Regions from separate parts of the Xenopus tropicalis genome. Here region 1 is linked to region 2. Evidence: chromatin contacts called from public Hi-C data. All regions are on one chromosome and are shown on one strand. Each heading gives the region's core, a stretch centred on a gene start, on an enhancer-like site or on the middle of the called end of the contact. The rest is flanking DNA. Distances are from core to core; before and after follow the strand shown.

The links. Hi-C and Micro-C count contacts between places; a contact is called where the count stands out from the background.
Region 1: a Hi-C map of gastrula embryo shows a contact between it and region 2, with 1.4 times the contacts expected there. The contact joins the promoter of adamts10 here to the promoter of acer1 in region 2. A contact is called at or near these places in 2 of 5 Hi-C or Micro-C datasets (brain and gastrula embryo).

The regions. Positions count from the first base shown.
Region 1 is chr1:102,157,794-102,160,493 of UCB_Xtro_10.0, reverse strand. adamts10 (A disintegrin and metalloproteinase with thrombospondin motifs 10) reads left to right here and starts at 1,440. Exons shown (of 26, transcript XM_031905008.1): 1 at 1,440-1,790.
Region 2 is chr1:101,986,768-101,989,467 of UCB_Xtro_10.0, reverse strand. It overlaps acer1 (alkaline ceramidase 1), which reads left to right and starts at 1,361. Exons shown (of 7, transcript NM_001112961.2): 1 at 1,361-1,481.

The DNA of each region.
Region 1 (2,700 bases), core at 191-2,690, 170 kb before region 2:
GGCACAAACTATAAAAATGTATATTTTTTTCCAGTAGCAAATGAGTCATTGAAAACCTTTGCATCTTTGTAATACTAATTGGAAAGTAAACACTGCATATATTGCAACTATTTTTTCCACTGGTGTTTTGTATTTCATATTGTCTTTTAAAAGGTCATGGTCATTCTATTCCTTGTCTTTCTGGATGCAAACTGTTACATTGTGATGTACCACCTCTATTCTTAGGGTAGTCTCACACAGTGCAATTTCTCACTCCTAAACAATAAACTGCCCACACTGCCTTTGTCTTTGGCTTTTTCTTGAATGTGGAATTCTATTTACTTAATAAACAAGGGTTACTAGATCACTTGAAAATTCAGGGACACATCTAACAAAATGCATGTTCAGGGCTGCACTGATTGCATTTACATTTCATTGCAATCTGTTCAGCCCTTCTATCTGGATTTTCTAGATGTGTCCCTGAATTTTTAAGTGATTTGGTCACCCTAAACTAAGGGCTTGCCCTGTTTGCACTAGCACGGTGCATTGCTGCATTGACCATTCAGTTTTTACCAGTACCACTATACACTTGCGGGAATAGGTACAAATATTTTTTAGCTGAACGGAATTAATAGTTTATATACCCTTATCTGTGTTACAAATTCATGGAAAATATTTTCAGCTTTGAGAAATCATCTACTGATTTACAGAATGAAAATTAAAATGAAGTTATTCACAGATTCCACCACTTGAGGACAGTGGAGCACTTACAAATGCACAAGTGTGCAACGTCACCTGGTAACCATATTACAGCTGTAAAGCAAAAGGCAAAGTCAGCCATTAGAAAAGCCTGAGTGCTCTAACACAAGCGTTTGTGTAAGCCTCAGTAAAACTGTCACACGCATAATTTGGTGCCAAAAAAATGAGCCTAGACTGTCACATAGCAGCTGCCGGTTTCACACAGTGTGGCTAAATTAACAGTTCACTTCTAATTAAAAGAAAGAGCATATGTATAACCCTGTGGGAAGTTCAGCAATAAAATGAAAACTTTTACGTGCCCCATTATGCTAGTCTAGGTGCTTTTGAGCAGGATCTTGTTAACAAAGCATGCTTTGTCACTGTTCTTAAACATGCTTTCCCCCCAACTCTTAACGAGTTATAAAATGTTGGCACAAATACAGTATGATTTCCAAATATTTGGCTCGCTTCTTAGCAATTTCCTTTTTACCCTTTAATGGCAAAGTTGCATATTGGATTGCTTTATAGAATGGCTTAAACTGCATGCCAGGATAGCTGCTGCTTTAACAGAGGTGTACCACTGGGGGTGTAGCCACCTTAAGCCACACCTACCTTGTTAACATCAGTCATGCCCACTGCCCCTGTGGCAACTTAACCCCTTTGCTGCCAGAGGCAAGATGAATGCAATGTAAAGTAATTTGTTGCAGGCCCATCTGGAAACCTATAGGTTACTATCTCCCTCCTCCTCTGTTGCTTTTTTTTAAATGACACTAGTAAGAAATAAAACAAGAACATACAGGCTACTGTAGGGGAGTGCCTCTTTATAAACAGCCCCCTTTAATTATGTGAGGTCAACGGTGCTTTTTTTTCTACTTTACCAAGAAGCAGCCAAAAAAAGAATATGAACCCATACAGATTCCTTTTTCTAAAAAATCCTTCCAGGGAACAGATCCTCTAAAACTTCAGGATCAGCAGGCTACAAACGGAAAGGCATCTTTTGCTAATTCATCCACAAAAACACCCTTCCCAGGTATCAGGTGCAGTGACATGCCAGAGGACTAGCAAAACAGCAGGTACGTCAGCAGCTAAATATGCACTATTTATTTTAAAGATGACTTGAGAACATGTAAGAACTGTGGCCAGCTTTAAATGCTTTGTTCTGCTAATAATTTTCTATAATACGAATGCTGTTTTTCTATTGCATAGTTGATCATCTTCCTATAAACTCATACCCAATTTTTATAGCCTTTTCCTATGAATTACGTTTAGACTTTTTATCTTTTTTTTAACACTTTCTACTTCTCTATAAAGTCTCTCCCTTGAAAACCTCACTTATGCTCTGTATTCCCTTTTGCTATTCCTCTCTCCCAATTGTCCCAAATATTTTCTCTTTTTACTTTTCATTTTTTCATTATAGCATATCCATAATATTATTATTCTTTATTAATATAGGGCTGACATAGTCCACAGTGATTTACAGAGAGTATACATTTCTAACATCAGTCCCTGCCCCAGCAAAGCTTAAAATATCATATAATTTACGAATGTATTCTTTTCCAGCCAATAATTTCTTTATTTGTATAACATGCTTTTAGGAAAATCTTTCAGCTCTTTATAAATCCTTTAAAATGTATTTGGCTCAATGAACATATTCACTAAGTCATCTGCTAAAACTACATAGCTGTACCTTTTTCTGAAGAACATTTGTTAAAAATAACACCTCCCATCCCCCAGCTTGCAAGTCTCACTTCTCTAGTCTAATTTTACAGATCCCGCTCTTTCTTTGAAGTCTGACCTCTGTTCTTAATTAGACCTAAAAGAACCTTGCCGGATACAGACAGGGCAGTGGTAACTGAAAGGATATGTGGCTCTGTGGGATAATAATTAGGCAGGGTAGCAGCAGACTATACAGTTATGTCTCCTCCATGCAGAAGAGAGACCCAGGGTCCCTCTAGGACTGATCAGTACAGACCAGGGATTGTA
Region 2 (2,700 bases), core at 112-2,611:
TAAATTTAATTAATTAAAATATTATGTTCTGCTGCCCTGCACTGGTAAAAGTTTTATGTTTGTTTCAGAATGACTACTATATCTTATATAAATAAGCTGCTGTGTATTCACATGGGCAGGCATTCAAGTTCAATAACAAAAAAACATAGATTTGTTATAATTAAAACAGTAGGTAAAAAGTATGTTCAGCTCATGCCTTATTCTTTAAACTCATTTTGAATAATGGTTACACTGCCCCTTTAGGGCGAAGACACATGGGGCGATTAGTCACCCATAGACTATAATGGCCATCGCGGCGACTGTTCGCGCGTGCATTTTCGCTGCACGGATTAGTCGCCGTGACTTTTCAAAAAGTTGTGGCGACTAATTGCCCTGTGTGTCTTCGCCCTTGATGACGGAGGCAGATCAATCAGATGAACAGAGCTAAAACTAATTATACACAAAGATAAACCTGACTCTCCTAGCTGCAAACTCAACAACTACTCATAATTAGCTCCTATTACTGTCCTATATAATAAGCATGGTCAGATGTCAGTACAGGTATTGGATCCCTTATCCAGAAACCCATTATCCAGAAAGTTCCGAATTACGGAAAGGCCATCTCCCTTAGACTCCATTATAAGCAAATAATTCTAATTTTTAAAAATGATTTCCTTTTTCTCTGTAATAATAAACACTACCTTGTACTTGATCCCAACTAAGATATAATTAATCCTTATTTGATGCAAAACAAGCCAATTGGGTTAATTCAATATTTGAATAATTTTTTAGCAGACTTCAGTTATGGAGATCCAAATTATGGAAAGATCCCTTATCCGTAAAACCCCAGGTCCCGAGCATTCTGTATAATAGGTCCCATACCTGTACTACCTTAAGTAATTTATTAGATTTCAGGCCCTCTGGACAAAAGGCTATAGAGGAAACTTTGACTATTAATATGGTCTGAGCTACATCTAATCTAATGGAACAGTAACATAAAAAAATTAAAGTGTTTTAAAGTAATTAAAATATAATGTACTGTTGCCCTGCAACAGATCTATAAGAAGGATCATGACAGATTTCAGTCAAAAATAAATACGTTTAGCAATGGTGAGGAGAATAATGCACCAAATTTAAACAGACCCACAATGCACTGAGCCCCAATATTTATCCTTACATACATAAATTAATAAATCTGTGCAATGCATAATCATATATGTGTGTGTGTATATGTAGTAATCTTCAGCTGTGTCACAGTTCTCAGTGTCTGGGACACACACCCAGCCTTATCTTTGTCACACACCCAGCTCCTTTTGTGCCTCCCACACAACCAGCTCCCTTTGTAACACTAACAGCTACAACCATATCCATCTGGGATTCTTGAATATTCAAATGCCCTTGTGTAATAGCTCCCTGTGTAACCTCACTCCTCTTTGTGATATCCCTCTGTGAGTCCTTGACTGATGCGAGCACTTAGCTAGTTACGTCTTGGTAACTTAAAGGTATGTATGACTAGCTCACTTCTATTGCTGGCTTTTGCTTGGAGGTAGAATGCACGTTTCTATGAGTCTCTGGAACGTCTTCATTATAACTTAGTATCTGTTGATATAAGTGATCCCTTATGAAGCTGATGAAGAGGAAGATAAAATGCATACATAATAAGTGACACATTGATTTTAGTTCCAAAGCCTGGATGTGGCTGTACTCTGCAACTGTGTGCCAGTGCACTGGGCAGTCTCTCACATGGATTTATGCCAATGTTTCAGTTTTACCTGTCGCTGTTGCAGCTGGCACCAAACCCACGAGAAAAGGCAAAATACTATTAGCTTTCCAATATACACAGAGCAATACATTTCGCAATACATTACATTTCAAACTTAGAAGATTTGAATTGTAAGAGATGATTTGGGATGGTCTGACAGAAAGGCAGGTTTTTCTAGTCTGTGCCTCTTCTTGGTGTTTTCTTTTCAGCTTTTGCTTCTTACTATTTGCCACTTCTTTACTCATTTATTACTAGTTTCTCATGTATGTTTGTTACTCATCAATTCAATCACCTAGTCACTCAATACCAAAACACTCCTTAAAGGAACAGTAACACCAAAACATTCAAGTGTATAAAAGAAATTACAATATAATGTACTGCTGCCCTGCACTGGTACAACTGGGGTGTTTGCCTCAAAACACTACTATGGTTTATATAAAGAATGCTGCTGTGTAGCCATGGGGGCAGCCATTCAAAGGAGAAAAGGCACAGGCACTTAGCAGATAACAGATAAAACACTATTGTATTCTACAGAGCTTATCCGTTATCTGCTATGTAACCTGTGCCTTTTCTCCTTTTTTCCAGCTTGAATGGCTGCCCCCAGGGCTACACAGCAGCTTATTTATATAAACTATAGTAGTGTTCCTGAAGCAAACACACAACTTTTACCAGTGCAGGGCAACAGTACATTATATTTCTTTTACTTTAAAACTCTTTAATTTTTTGGTGTTACTGTTCCTTTAAGGGCTCTGGCACACAGGGAGACTAGTTGCCCGCGATAAATCTCCCTTGTTGCCATCCCACTGGCAAGAATGTAAATCGCCGGTGGGAGGGCATTTCTGGGAGATTAGTCGCCAGCGACAAGGGAGATTTGTCGCGTGCAACTAATCTCCCCGTGTGCCAGAGCCTTAATTGTATTCATTTTTGAGGTTTTGACTTGGCGGTCATCTTTTACTTCC